Regions from separate parts of the Sus scrofa genome. Here region 1 is linked to region 2. Evidence: chromatin contacts called from public HiChIP or PLAC-seq data. All regions are on one chromosome and are shown on one strand. The core of a region is the stretch at or near the end of the contact, and the rest is flanking DNA. Distances in the headings are between cores, read along the strand shown. Region 1 overlaps CD96 (CD96 molecule). Region 2 overlaps ABHD10 (mycophenolic acid acyl-glucuronide esterase, mitochondrial).

What was found. HiChIP or PLAC-seq counts read pairs in DNA pulled down with a chosen protein or histone mark.
Region 1: an H3K27ac HiChIP or PLAC-seq map of alveolar macrophages shows a contact between it and region 2. The contact joins two enhancer-like sites. A contact is called at or near these places in 1 of 47 Hi-C or Micro-C datasets (embryonic fibroblasts) and 1 of 2 datasets of contacts at active chromatin or transcription factors (alveolar macrophages).

Annotation. Positions count from the first base shown.
Region 1 is chr13:148,166,199-148,173,552 of Sscrofa11.1, reverse strand. It overlaps CD96 (CD96 molecule), which reads left to right. Exons shown (of 14, transcript NM_001243480.1): 4 at 5,133-5,340. Among named protein-coding and RNA genes, the nearest start is that of ZBED2, 13 kb to the right of the region's middle. Within about 2 kb of position 3,767, at least 11 of the 83 cell types and tissues checked have an H3K27ac peak or open chromatin away from gene starts, as enhancers often do. A contact at or near this core is called in alveolar macrophages, where this site is marked.
Region 2 is chr13:147,762,656-147,769,944 of Sscrofa11.1, reverse strand. It overlaps ABHD10 (mycophenolic acid acyl-glucuronide esterase, mitochondrial), which reads left to right. Exons shown (of 5, transcript XM_021070392.1): 3 at 2,762-2,873; 4 at 3,287-3,424. Among named protein-coding and RNA genes, the nearest start is that of TAGLN3, 11 kb to the right of the region's middle. Within about 2 kb of position 1,849, at least 3 of the 83 cell types and tissues checked have an H3K27ac peak or open chromatin away from gene starts, as enhancers often do. A contact at or near this core is called in alveolar macrophages, where this site is marked.

The DNA of each region.
Region 1 (7,354 bases), core at 2,518-5,017, 400 kb before region 2:
TGCTCCTCCCTGGTCTCTGCATCCCCTGCTTCCCTGATCAGCAACTGCCCTTTGGATTTCAGGGAAGGTCATGGAGGCTGAGGCTTATTCCCTAAAAACAAGAAATTGAAGACACAGAAAGAGTGAAGTGTCTAGCTAGCTCCATTCAGTAGTGGGGATGGGGGAGGTTTTGAGGGAATATTTGTTCTTAAAGTTGGTGAATAAAGAGAAACCTATGACTCTTCTCTTTAAAGTCATGAAAAGAAAGTGAGAAACCTATCAGATGCAAATGGTTCAATATTAGTATATAATGGATATAACTAAAACTTAGATGCTTATGTTTCTTAAAATTTTTATCTATAACTATGTCTTTTCAATATTCTCTTTTTTAGTACTTGCGATGTTTTGTATGTAAACAAAAATCGAAAGTGTACCATAAATACTGTTGGTTTTCTATGCTATGGGAAGCCCAGCTATTCGGAAAACAAAGCTGTCACCTTCTACCTGATGGCGGCTGACCCTAATTATCTCCACATAATCAAAAATAAAGTGCTAGCCAACTGACAGAGTGTTGACAACCAGTTGTGATGATTGGAAAAATGTTGTTGTGGCTCTATAAAATGGACGTGGGAAGCTTTGTAAGCAGCTTATTTTGACAGCACGGACTGGATAGAGAATAAATGGAGAAAAGTGAAGGTAGGAAGCAGTTAGGAGATGAAGAAACAGCAATCGATGCAGTTAACGGAATTTATTGAATGAGCTGGGTACACTCAGCATCTGCCTTGGTGCTGTGGCTGTGACATGGAGCTGCGGACCCATAGATGAGGTAACTTCACTAAGTCCAGTAGTACCCCAGTCTCTTTTCTGTATTGAAAATTCTGATTCTAGTACTAAAATAGGAACCCCTCTGCAAAATTTTTGTCAGGTCATTAAGAGACCTTCAGGAGGAGTTCTCCATGATTCATTATGATCCCACCCGCCCTCATCATACTAGTTGTTTTACCCAACTCCCATGTATTATTTAACTATGCATTTATTTTTGTTCTGTAGGTCCTGATGTTCTGTTTGTTTTTCTTGTAAATATATTCTTCTTCTCCAACAGAATCTCAGCAGAAAAGTCAAGGACTGTCCTTTCTACTGCTTTGGTGAGGCTGTATATAGCAAAGTCATTAGCAGCATGGCTCTTAGAAGGAAATCGTTATCTGCAAATCCTGGCTCCGCCATTTACTAGCTATGTGCCCTGGGAGCTAGAATTAGGGTGAGGTGAATAGAGCCTTAACCTTGGGTACAGAATTTAAGGGAGCACTCAAAAAATCATTAATCAAGTATATATCTCAATAAAGTATGTTTTAAAATCAAAATTTAGGGACAATCCATGATGAACAAAATGTCAGATGTTTAAAGAAAGGTATGTTCTTTGTTTTGAGACCCTGCTGTGTTGTTTAAAGAACAGGATTTCCCAATCAGCCTGAGGTTCCTGGGTCTTCATGGCAATGTGCCCCCCACGGGCGGGGTCTGAAGATTGACATGGCAGGAGAAAAGATTGAGCAACACATGGTTTTGTGTAGTCATTTTTCTAAATGTTAAATTGTAGAGGTTTTTTAAAAAACTTTTTCCACGGAGCCAAAATATGGGAGAATATTTTGATAAGTGCATGAAGAACCACACATTTTCCTCTTGCCTCAGAATTCTCTATGACCTTGGCTGTGTTGCCTAGCCTGAGTTTTAGTTCTATCATCCGCAAAAGGGGGCAATTATAGTACTGGCCCCATGGTTTTTCTATAAAGTACCAAATAACTTAGCACTGTACCTATGTTCAACATATTAAAAACTAATTTTTAAAGTGTTCATTTTAGGACTTGCCATAATTCTTCAGTTTAGCCAGGCAGAGAGTAAAAACTCATGAATTCACACCAGGTTGATCCAGGGGAGGCTGGTGGGTGGGGAGCTGGTATTAAATGAACATCTACTGAGAATTAGAACTCATGTAAGTGTCTTAGCTCTTTTGATTTACATTCCTTGTTTAATTGTAAGAGTCTACCAAGTTGAAAATCCCATGAAGTTTTAGAAATATTTATAAATATTAGAAAATTTATCAAAGTCTTTTCTTTAAAGAATAAGAAAAAGAAAACTGGGAAAAAATAAGGACTGTACAAGACCCCCTACCAGTCTGTTTCCTGCAGAACAGGCTACCTAGAATCATTATTATCAGGAGTTGAGGTATATTCTCTAACCCCTATCGCCAAAGGCTCCTTTCAGTTAACAAATTGTTCATTCTGTAATCTCCAATTTATAATCTCCAAATTCCTCTGGCTTCCTGGAATTTAAAAAATTTTTTTTCATTCCAGATAAGCCACAAAAATTTTTGTTTGTTTCATGATGATTAGGTTTTATTAATATGTGCTGTCTCTGAGGCATACTTGTCCCTTATTTGATGCTATGACTTAAGTACCTTCTTTGTGTGACTTTCGAGCAAGCTACTTAACTTCATTTTATTCCAGATTATTGTAAGGGAGTAAATAAGGTAAGACTTAAAAGTACTTGGTGCAGTGCCTAAAACACAGTAGATGCTAAGTAAATTTAAGCAGTGCCTAATAATAATATAGAAATTTAGTAGTGGATATAGCATAATATTAATATTGCTTCTCCCTCTTCCATGGGTAGATATTTATTTCATTGGTTGCCTGTAAAGTCTTTTCTCACCTCTCCTCCCATTTGCTCCCTGAAGGCAGACGCTCACGTGCAGGTTCTTGTCCTACCCCTTTATATCTAGGGCCTCTAACATCTCTCAGGATTCCCTGATGCTGTAGGTTACAGGGCACACTTTCCAACAGAATCTATCCTTCCAAACAAAGGAAGAAGTCTTTCCTCCACAATAGTCAGACTCCCAGAAAACGAACAAACAGAAAACCCTATGCCTAATTTTTTAAAAATATCTTTTCTCTTTCAATTAAACAACTCCGTTCAGTCACCCCTACTGCACAATAACGGAAAAGCAGTTTTTTTCATCAGTCACCATCCTCAGCCTCTGACTGCCCTTTTTCAACAACAAAGTGACAGATGGAAATGTTCCAACTGGCAAGACATTTACTGAAAGGCCAAGAATTCTGAACTCCAAGTCATACAAAAGCAGTCCCTGTGCATAGAACAGGAGCTGTAAAACTTAGCTTGTGTTAAAGAACCTGCAGGGGGAGCCTGCCTCCTTAATTGCTGGCCTCCTGCTCTGCAGACGCTGAGTGAAATGCTCTCATCTTTCTTCTGCTGGCACCACCCAATCCTTAGAGCTCCTTTGGGGCCCGTCTCCGAACATAAGCTCTCTCCTTTTCATTTTCTGTACCCTTCCTCATTAAGAAGACTCTTAGGTCCTTCTTTACGTAGGTATAAAGGTATATACTTTGTCCTAAGTGGGTTGTGTTCTCTGCTGATGGTATTATCTGTATATCTCTAGGTAAAGCTGATACCAGTCCTCACTATATTCACCTAAAAGAATTGTGTCTTATGTAAGGGATTCTACAAAGGATATTCTGGGAATATCTGTATAAATTATTTGTCTGCCTTCCTGTTCCCACTAGTTCTGCTCCAAGCCCAGCCTTGAATTCTCTCCCTTATCTAGCTTCCCTTCCCTCTACCCTGAATCTCTTGTTTTTTTAACCAGAGATTCCAAGTCACAGAACTTTGTTTTTCTTATTTCATGACCTCTTCCCCACCTGACACATACCCTTTTCAGTTCCTTCCATTTCTCCTGACCCCTGCGCATAATGATTCATCTGTGGTTTTGAGTCAGACCAGTAGGTTCTCAGCTCTGGCTCCTCTGGGGATCTTTTAAAAAATGCCCTGGGATGAGAGTCATCCCAGAACAACTGTGTTAGAATCTCCACAGAAGATGCTTGTGCATCAGAATGTGTTCAAAGCGACGCAGTTGAAAATATTGAGTTACACTAAAGGGATATAAGGACACAACCCTTCCTCCACCCTTGTGCCCCTCAAGAGTTCCCTCCTCACCAGGCCCTTTTCCCAACCCCTTGACTGACGCTGAACAACACTGTGGCACACCCAGAACCACGTCAGTGAAATTCAGATTAAGGCAAGAATAATGGAGGCTGTTTTTCACAGACCCAAAAATGGATATGGATAGAAACCAAGTAATCCAGCTAAACTCTGTGCTCCAAAATTCCAATTAATGTTTACAGCCTACTCTTTATGTGTCCTCTTTGAAGGTCACACACAGAAATAAGGCAGAAGGATCAGGGCCACAGCTAGGCTGAGGGAAGGAGGTGCCAAGGCACAACATTTAAGGAGGCACTGATTCTCAGGTGCCCAGCCTGCACTTATAAAATCCTGAGGGACCTCCTTAAATTTTGCATCCTAGGAGTCTCTTCTTACCTAATTTTGTTCCTGGCTCCAAGGGGAGCTAAAATGAGACCTTTTCTAAAGGAATTCTGGGAAGAGAGAATTTCTGTGATCACCCAGTTCAGTGAAGATTTGATAAGCAAAACTGATACAGCCTCCTGAGCACATCTTAGCATCAAGATTTCAAGACTTGAAATGAGAATTATGATCAGACATGAGCTCCCAAGGCTTACTTCCGAAATCTCACCCCTGATATACAGCTTATGGAAAGTTATGTAGGGGAAGTTTTAATCGGAAGAGCAGCAATTTTCTATTTGTATTAGGAGAGAATGACTGATTTTTATTTGAAGGTCAAGTGTAATGATACTTTTTCTAGTAACATACTCAGAATCTCTTTTTTTTTTTTTTTTTTTTTTTTGTCTTTTTGCTATTTCTTGGGCCGCTCCCGCGGCATATGGAGGTTCCCAGGCTAGGGGTCCAATCGGAGCTGTAGCCACTGGCCTACACCAGAGCCACAGCAACGCAGGATCCGAGCCGCGTCTGCAACCTACACCACAGCTCACGGCAACGCCGGATCGTTAACCCACTGAGCAAGGGCAGGGACCGAACCCGCAACCTCATGGTTCCTAGTCGGATTCGTTAACCACTGCGCCACGACGGGAACTCCCCAGAATCTCTTAATTTCACTTTCTCATTCATCGTCTCTATTGTTAAAGGTATAAATGAATTCATGCACGTGGAACACCTAGTCCAGAGCTGGCAGAGTTGAGTACTCAAAGCTGGTAACCATTTTGTCTCATCAGGAGGGTAATGGAACGCAGGAAACACTTATCACCCAAGATCACCCCATCAGCAGTTCCACATTTTTTAAAGACAGAGTCAAGCTGGGTACAAACTACACACTCCACCTCTCTCCAGTCCAAATCCACGACGATGACCAGAAGTTCTCTTGCCACATTGTAGTCAGGCCTGGCAAAATCTTGGCGAGCTCCACCACGGTCAAGGTTTTTGGTAAGAGTTTATGTTCTCTGGACTCACTGCCATCCTCCTGTCACTGTCTCCTGCCTTCTCTCCCCTAGAGAGGGAAGCACACTGTTAGCTGGAGAATAGCCACACAGGTGTGGCTATTCTGGAGTTCTGTTTGCCTTGACACTTGTCAGGCATGGTGGGAGTGGGGATGAGGGTAGGAAGCTACAGAATGACAGTTCAGTTAATGGAATAAAATCATGCAGGAAGCCGCAGATTAGTCATTTTCCTGGTAACCACTATCTTATGTGCAATTTTTTTTTTTTTTTTTTTTTTTTTTTTTTGCTTTTTAGGGCCACATGTGCAGCATATGGAAATTCCCAGGCTAGAGGTCAAATTGTAGCTGCAGCTGCTGGCCTACACCACAGCCACAGCAATGCCAGATCCGTGCTGCGTCCATGACCTGCACTACAGCTCACAGCGATGCTGAATCCTTAACCCACCGAGTGAGGCCAGGGATCAAACTCACATCCCCATGGCTACTAGTCAGGTTCGTAACCTGCTAAGCCACGACAGGAACTCCATTATGTGCAATTTTAGTTTCCTAAGAATAGTGGAAGTCTCTTTAATTATAACTGCCAAAGTCCGATTGCTTAGTTGTTAATTGTCTTAGTTGCTTGCTGGAGCAAGGTGGAATAAGGCCAGTGTACAAAAAGGAAGATGATAAAACAGTTCAAAGAAGCTCTGCAGGGTCCCCTCACCCCCAGCAAGGCCAGCTGGGGTGAGAGACTGTCCAGTTTCTCCAGCAAAGGAACCTGCAGGGGTGGCCTCTGACCTTGCATTTGCAGCAGAGTAGAGCCTAGCTGAAATATCCCCTGTGGCCTCAATCAAATTGCAGACACTCTGCAGGATGCAAATTTAAGAAATGTGAAAATTCTATTTTGCTCAGTGGTGCAAGGAAATATTAATAAACAGAAACTCTTGGCTTGGGATAGTTTTCATTTTTTGTGACCAAGATCTGTGTTTTTTAAAAAACATTTTTAAATGAAGACAAAGAAAAACAGTGATATGGATGAGCAATTAACTGTTTTTTAAAATGAGGTAAACAAAGAGAAAATAATTCATAGGACCTAAAATGTGGGCTGGTAGATTTTCCCTCAGTTATCTGAATAAGACAAGTGAAAAATCTTTGTTTTTCCTTGGCATCTTATTGCATAATTATTAGAGGTCACACAGTTCAGCATTCTGAAGGAAACATGAACCCCTTTAGTTCACAAAGAGGGGGATAACTACCGCCAAAATATATTTAGCTTGAAGTCTCTTGCTTATAGCTTTTCCTTTACCTCTTTCTCTGGCTCTCACTCTCTTCTTCCTGCCCTTCCCTCCCTCTTTCCCCATCTCTCCTCAGGGATGGTCTAGGAAACAATCAACTGCCCCTGATGATTAGTCAGGTTCCTTATGGAGCCTAAACAATGTCCTGCGATGAGTTGGAAAGACTATCCATCTCTTTTATTGATATCCCATGCTCTCATTTACCGGGGTATGATTGTCTTAGCACAAACATGAAACTGACTCATCTGGCCTGACTGCCCACGAATCAATAAAGGCAGCCATCCAGATAGGAAAAGAAATAATTCTGTGTTAAGCAAACTGTATGCCATTTGACCAAGGGTTTTTGTACCATAACTCGATCTCATTGCCTTGCCAACATTTAAACCATGTCCTGTATTTCTTTGCTGCATTAAAATACCTTCATCTTGGTGTGGATGCTTTTGACTCTTTTATATCTTACCCTTATCACCCTGTCTCTCCATCTCTCTGTCTATATTTCCTTTTGCTTCTTCTTTGAACACCTTTCAGTGGATCCTTAAAAATATGAGACTCTGCCTACTGCTCATAGAATTAGATTTTTTCCTGCTTCCTGGCCTTCTCCTTTAGCAAATGGACCAGCTAAGTTGTGTTTGGATAATTTTATCCAGTCTTTAATCTATTTGGGGGCATCACCCAAGTGTGTATCAGAGCAAGCCTGGCACACAGGGATAACACATACCTATTCAGA
Region 2 (7,289 bases), core at 600-3,099:
CTGTGGTCTGTCTTATACATCTCGTGGATTGAGGAGAAATAATAACTATGATTTAGACTTCAGCAGCTGCCTTCTTATTACTATCTCCCAAGGTTCCAAAACCACTCACTTCATACCTAAAGAAAATTTTAATGTCTTTCTCCATTGCTTATAAATCCCTTATCTCTGGAAAAAATATATACACTGTATATCACATATATATTCTTACATGGACACTAAAAACACTAGGATTTATTAGTTTTCACCAGATTGTAAGAATTAGAAAAAAAAAAGCTTTAAATTGGAATAAAATAATTTTTTCACTTTTACCTCCTACTTCTGTTCATTTAGTGTGTATTATAATACTCAGTGTCTGAGGCTTACATGCCTGGCCACTATGAAGAATGCAGAGACAAAAATAAGATAATGGTCTTTCCCCTCCATGATCTTACAGTCTGATAGGAATGATGAGCCATATATACACACACATAAATTGTCATAGAGCAGAATTAATAAAATTGTTACTAGTAAGAGTGAATTATGTAGAAGTTTCACTTTGTAGAGGTTTTTTGTTTTGTTTTGTTTTTTTCCCAACTTGTCTGAGAAGCATTTCAAGCAAAAGTCCATTTGGACTAAGCTCTGAGAGAAGATATTAGTAGTGAAGTGATGGGAGAAGAAGTTCTAGGTGAAATAAATGGATGAGGCATAAAACAGAGACAGAAATCAGAGTCTGTTTTAGAAAGAGCAAGTTGATCAGTTTGGCTAAAGCAGTAGTTTCATCAGAGGAGGTGATAAAAGGTTGATCTGAGATGACTGAAAATATAATGTTCTTAAAAAACAGCTAAAGCACTAAATTTTTATGTTATGTGTCTTAAGGAGTCATTGAAGTTCATGCCATATCAATATAATGTTTCAGGAAAATACCTGACAGGTATAAAATAGATCCATTTGGAGAGAACAGAGCCATAGAGACACAATGAGGAGGCTGCTGTGATAGGCTGGGTTTGAGATGGCAGACCTGTACCACGATACCAGTCTTCCCAAACTGAGGAGAAAGGTCTGAATGTGAGAAGAAATGAGAATGAGTGAGGATGGTACAGGGCAGGCAGTATTCTAGACCCTGGAAAAACAAATTTGAATATGACAGTCTACCCTTAAAGAGCTGACATCGTAGTAAGAGAGAGACATATATTTAAAATTTGATTGTAATACACGATATGAAAAGTGTTAATTGAGCACATATTAAAGGAAGAGGCTGGAGTTCCCGTCGTGGCGCAGTGGTTAACGAATCCGACTAGGAACCATGAGGTTGCGGGTTCGATCCCTGCCCTTGCTCAGTGGGTTAACGATCCGGCGTTGCTGTGACCTGTGGTGTAGGTCGCAGATGCGGCTCGGATCCCGCGTTGCTGTGGCTCTGGCGTAGGCTGGCAGCTACAGCTCCGATTGGACCCCTAGCCTGGGAACCTCCATATGCCACGGGAGCGGCCCAAGAAATGGCAAAAAGACGAAAAAAAAAAAAAAAGGAAGAGGCTGACTACTGTTGAACAGCACATATGTCAAAGATAGTTCCTCAATAGAGATGACATGACTTAAAGGATGAGTAGGCATTTGAATGGAGAAGGAAAGTTTTTTAGGCAGTGGAAGAGCATGCAAAGACTCAAAGTTAGCAAAGGGCTTATCCAGGAATTGGGAGTAGTTAAGTATGACTAGGATTTAGGGCAATCTGCAGAACTGATAAGATAGTTCATGATTTATTGAATTGAGACCTTGAAGGAGAGGTAAAATTCACAAATCAGACAGACTCTGAGCCTGGAGAACTAGGAAGTTGAAAGAGAAAGAAAACCAAGTGGACAGGCTAGTGATGATGAATTTGATTCTGGACTTCTCTTTTCCTTCTCCTGATTTAGGAGACATATACTAAGCACTTAGCATGTGCAGAGAACTGATCTAGGCACTGGGAGAGCAGTGGTGAACAAATATTCTGCCCTTACACAGCTTCCATTCTAGTGTGGGAGACAGACCACAAACCAGTAATCATATATCGTATATAATGTTAAGTAGCAATATTTGCTATGAAGAGAATAAAGCAGGGTAAGGAAATAGAGAATGACAAAAGAAGCACGACTTTAAGTTGAGTGGTCAGAGAAGGCTTCTGGAAATGTAACATTTGAACCAAAGGCCTGAATGAAGTGATGGAGTGATCTAGGTGCGTGTCTGGAGATAGAGTGTTCCATGTGGAAGGACCAGCTGATGTGAAACTCCTGAGGCAGGACTGTGGGTGTGTATTTCATTAACTTTAAGAAGGAAAGTGAGGATACAGTTGGAAGAGGGAGAGAGAGAACAGTATGAAATGAGATCAGAGAGGTGGTTAGGACCTAGAGGATGGGAAGGACTTTGGATTTTACATAAAGATTATACCAAGCCTTTGGGGGGTTTGTGCAAGATGTGATTTTTGTTTTAAAAGGATCATTGAACTACTAGGGGTGGGGGTAGATTATGAGAGAGAAAAATTAAAATGGAGATTTACTAGGAGACTGTTGCATTAATTCAATGGAGAAGGATTGTGACTTGGACCAGGCTGGCAGCAGTGGAGGAGGTGAGAAAGTGGATGTGGGAGATAATTTTCAGGTTAAGCCATTGTGATTTGCTGAAATGTATATTGACTTCACTGTTTTGTGTTAATAGATTTTAGGCATTATAATAATGATTAGTGTGCTATCTTCCATAAAAGAGAAGCAAATACATAGATATCTAGATATAGTTATGTTTTCTCTTTTTCCAGGTTCGATTACTCAGGAATTGGAAATTCAGATGGTAACTTAAAAGAATGCACAGTGGGAAAATGGAGAAAAGATGTTCTTTCTGTAATTGATGAATTGGCTGAAGGACCACAGGTGACTACTTTTGTTAAATATGATGATAATTGTTGACTATAACCCCATGATATTTGAGCTGTTTCTTTAGACGTGAAAATGTACGTAATATTTTAAATGTCGAACAATCAATTTTTATATTTCATATCAAACCGATCGATCAGTTCTCTCATTTTTACTTTCTCATAAAATGTAAGTAGCATTTTACTTTTCACTTTACAAATTTTGTTTGTCTAATGTACTTTCTATTACATACTTAATACTTTAACAAAAAGTAATTATAATTTTAATTTTACTTTGTCCCAGATATTAAAAGTCTGGAAGCCAGTGGATTAAAAGGAAGAAAGTATACACATTCTATGAAATTATTCATAGATCAGTCCCTTACACTAAAGAAAAAGAAATTCCTCTGTAAAATGTGTGTTTATTCTTAGATACTGGTTGGATCTAGCCTGGGTGGATGGCTAATGCTTCATGCAGCAATCGCGCGACCACAAAAGGTTGTAGCTCTTGTTGGCATAGCCACAGCTGTAGATGGCCTAGTGACACAGTTTAATCAGCTTCCTGTTGAGGTAAGTCCCAGGCAACCTCAAGGTATCCCTCCTGTCATTCTGCTCCCTCTTTCTTTGAATTTTGTTCATGTGTCATTTGTTCTTTGACTCATGATACAGGCCCATCTTTTGTTTTAGCTGCCTTTTTGTGTACAATCTCTTTGCCACCTTTAACTGTGTGGTCTTCTGTTTAAGGTTTCTTTTTCTTCACAGTCCCTTCATTCATTCTGCCAGGTATTTGAGCCACAGTAATAAAGTCACACTTTAAATTTCTTGTTTTAGCAATGTTTTCATGTTAATCACATTTATTTGTTTGAATCATACATCATGATCTTTTTTTTATACTTCTTAATCTTATTATATGGCCTGTAGGAAATAGTACCTATTCTATGAACATGTTAGACTGGCTAATCAATTATGGAACTGTTTTTTAGCCTGAAAGCCTCAGATCCTCTCTCGGCAGAGCTCTCAGGGCACACATTGTCAGTCACACACAAGCAATGAGGTTTACCATTCCTGACTTAGACACCAAGTGGGCATCCTTCTTCTACTCCCAATTCTCATATTTTGTTTTAAAAAGGGTGCCTTCATCATTAACGTGTTCTTCAGCCAATCATATTAGAAATGAGGTTTCTGAAATAACAGGGAAGGCAATTAGTTTATGATACTTTATTACTGGACATATGTTTTAAGCATTTCAGATATCTGTCTTCAAGGATAAAAAATAGCTTTTTGTGTGTTAGTTTTTTTGTTTTGCAATTGATTGCAGAACTCAATTGATTGAGTTCTCCTTGGGCATCTTTTTCCTAGGGATCTAAATTTTACCTGTGAAACTAAGATCCTAGCAGGCCTGAGGCACAGAAAAATTAAAGAAAAATGGTCCAGAGCAGTGTTTCAAAAAGTAGTCTTCAGGCCAGCAGCAACAGCATCACCTGAAAATTTGTAGAAGTATATATTCTTGAGTTTCACCAAGACCTACTGAATCAGAAACAGGGAGTATGTCCCCAGGTGAAATTTGAGAACCACTGCTCTGGATGGTGAATGAGCAGGAGGAGGAGGAAAAGACAAAGAAGAAAAAGGAGTTCCTGTTGTGGCTTAGCAGGTTAAGAACCTGACATAGTGTCCATAAGGATGCAGGTTCCATCCCTAGCCTCAATCAGTGGGTTAAGGATCTAGTGTTGCCTCAAGCTGTGGCTTGGATCTGGTGTTGCCATGGCTGTGGTGTAGACTGCAACTGCAGCTCCAATTTGACCCGTAGCCCAGGAACTCCCATATGCTACAAATGAGGCCTTAAAAAGAAAAAATAAAATAAAAGAAGAAAAAAAGCATATGTAGTGTTGAAGAGCAGAATGTCATTGACTTTTGCCTAAATTTTTGCATTTGACTCGGTGCCATATACTGTCTATTCTAAGTTTATTCTTAGTTCACATTGTTATTTCCAGCTCCTTAAGAAATGGCATTAAGGATCCAGTATTGTTACTGCTGTGGCTTGGGTTCGATCCTTGGCCTGGGAACTTTTGCATGCTGCAGGTGCAACAAGGAAGGAAGGGAGGAAAGTAGGGATGGAGGAAGAAAAGAAAAGAAAGAGAGGGCATTGTCTACATAGTCTGGTTCTTTATGTGATTTCCTGTCAGGGCTAAAATTACAAAGTTGATTTTCCTTAAATTTATCTCCTAGTTCTGAATTTTTTCCACTTGATGATTTCTCATACATAGGTGCTCAATGCCCTTAGCTGCTAAATTTTCCATCCTTCTGCATCTAAATCTTGGACCCCTTACTCTGTTCTCGTAACTCAATGCTACAATGCTTCTTATGGTAGGAAATGATTTCAAGAAGGTGGTATGTGGGAAAGGAGTTGGTTAAACAGTTTGGAGGGGGGGCAGTTTACTGGTAAATGACAGGTCTATATACAACTATATACGTTTATTTTTATGTGTGTATGTATCCATCACTCGGAGAAAAGATAGGGTAGATACTCTATAAGTCACTGAAGACAGCTGTTGCCTGCAATCAGAGTATATCTTTGCCAGTCCTAAATCAGACCAGCAAAAGATTCTTAACAGAAACATGTTGAGCCCTTGTTAACTTAAAAGCACGTGTGAAGAAAGATCAGGGACACTAGGACCACTATCTCTTCTTCTGCACACAGATCGCTAGTGCCAGCAATGTCAAAGGAATGGAAGTGGAGTTTTTTTACTATCTTCTTTAGCCCTGGGAGTGTTAAGGGCCAGCATTACCCATTGTATAGAAACTTGTCTTAACCTCTTAACTGACTCTAATCATTGTCTCCTTTGGACACTAGAGGGCCTCAGACAGGATGCTGCACAGCTGTTGGAATCCAAGCTACACAGCCACGTTGCCTTATTAGTTTTTCTTGGTGTAGAAATTATGTATATTGTACATGTTCTTTGATTAATACTGTTCTTTGCTATTTCTTAACTTTTTGTTTTTGAGGGTTTGGGACACAAGAAATTTTGTAAAGTCAAGTTTCTCCTTCAAATGAACAATATTTATTCAACTCAGTAGCAGATTAACAGCTAGTTGGGGGGTAAGGATGCTTAAAATGCAACTATTATTATGTCTCAGTAATTAGTATAGTTCCCACTTCATTTAATAATCAAACTTAGTTCTAATTACTGAAATTAAAAATTCGGGAATAATCACGAGTAGTTTGAAGATAACTGAGTATCATTTTTGCTTTAAATATTTGGTTCACATGTTGCTTTAATGCAGCAGACCCCATGCTATTAATATGGATTAATACATTTTAAAGTTTTTTAGACATTTGTTAATTATAAATCATTTGGGAATATTTAGAAGTCTAGCTTTCAGATATTTAGCTTTTTCACAGAATCAAATCTTTTTGGAATTTAATAAAATGCATTAAAATGCCTAAAAACATAGATTATATCATACACATTTTACTGTTCAAATTCTTTTTCCCTTTTTGTATTTGTAATAAGTCAACAGTTTTAAATATGGAAAAAATCAATATTTTTATTGAAAATATAAAACAAAAATATGTTGTATGGAGCTTTTCTTTCCTTATATTTTTCATTGTTTTTGATAAGATGCCCACCTGTTTTTCTAGCCCTTCCATATTGTATGGTTTCAATAGACTCAAAGCTATTTACTTCTTGATTTATTAGTTCAAGTTGTGATAGTCTTTCCAAAGATTTTATTATATACGGATAAACCTTTATTTTCAAAGATGTTCATGGAAGTATTCATCAATGTGAGAATGGTCAAGTTAGTTATATTAGATGCAATATGGTAGACAATTATGCAGCCTTTAAAAACTTAGTAGAGTGTTTTAAAACCTAGAAATATATATTAAATATAAAGCAGCATTGAAAACTATATATGAATTATAATAGCTAAGTGTTTTACATATTATATCTATAAAGACCAAACACATATAGAAAAATACTGGAAGGAAATAAGCCAAAGTATTAATGGTTGTTATATCCATGAGATAGGTTTATGAGAAATTTGTTTCTTTTTATGCTTTTTATATTTCCATGTTTTTATAATGAGTATATGTTACTTTAACTAGAAAAATTGTTTAAGGTAGATTATCTTAGGGAGTTCCTGTAGTGGTGCAGCAGAAACAAATCTGACTAGTATCCATGAGGAAGTGGTCCGATCCCTGGCCTTGATGAGTGGGTTGAGGATCTGGCGTTGCTATGAGCTGTGGTGTAGGTTGAAGACATAGGTCGGATCCCGTGTTGCTGTGGCTGTGGTGTAGGCCAGCAGCTGCAGCTCCAACTCCTGTCCTAGCCTGGGAACTTCCATATGGCATGGGTGTGGCCCTAAAAAAAAAAAAAAGATTATCTTAAAAATTGAAATTCTTCAAGAATCAAAGGATAACCCAGTATTTATTTTA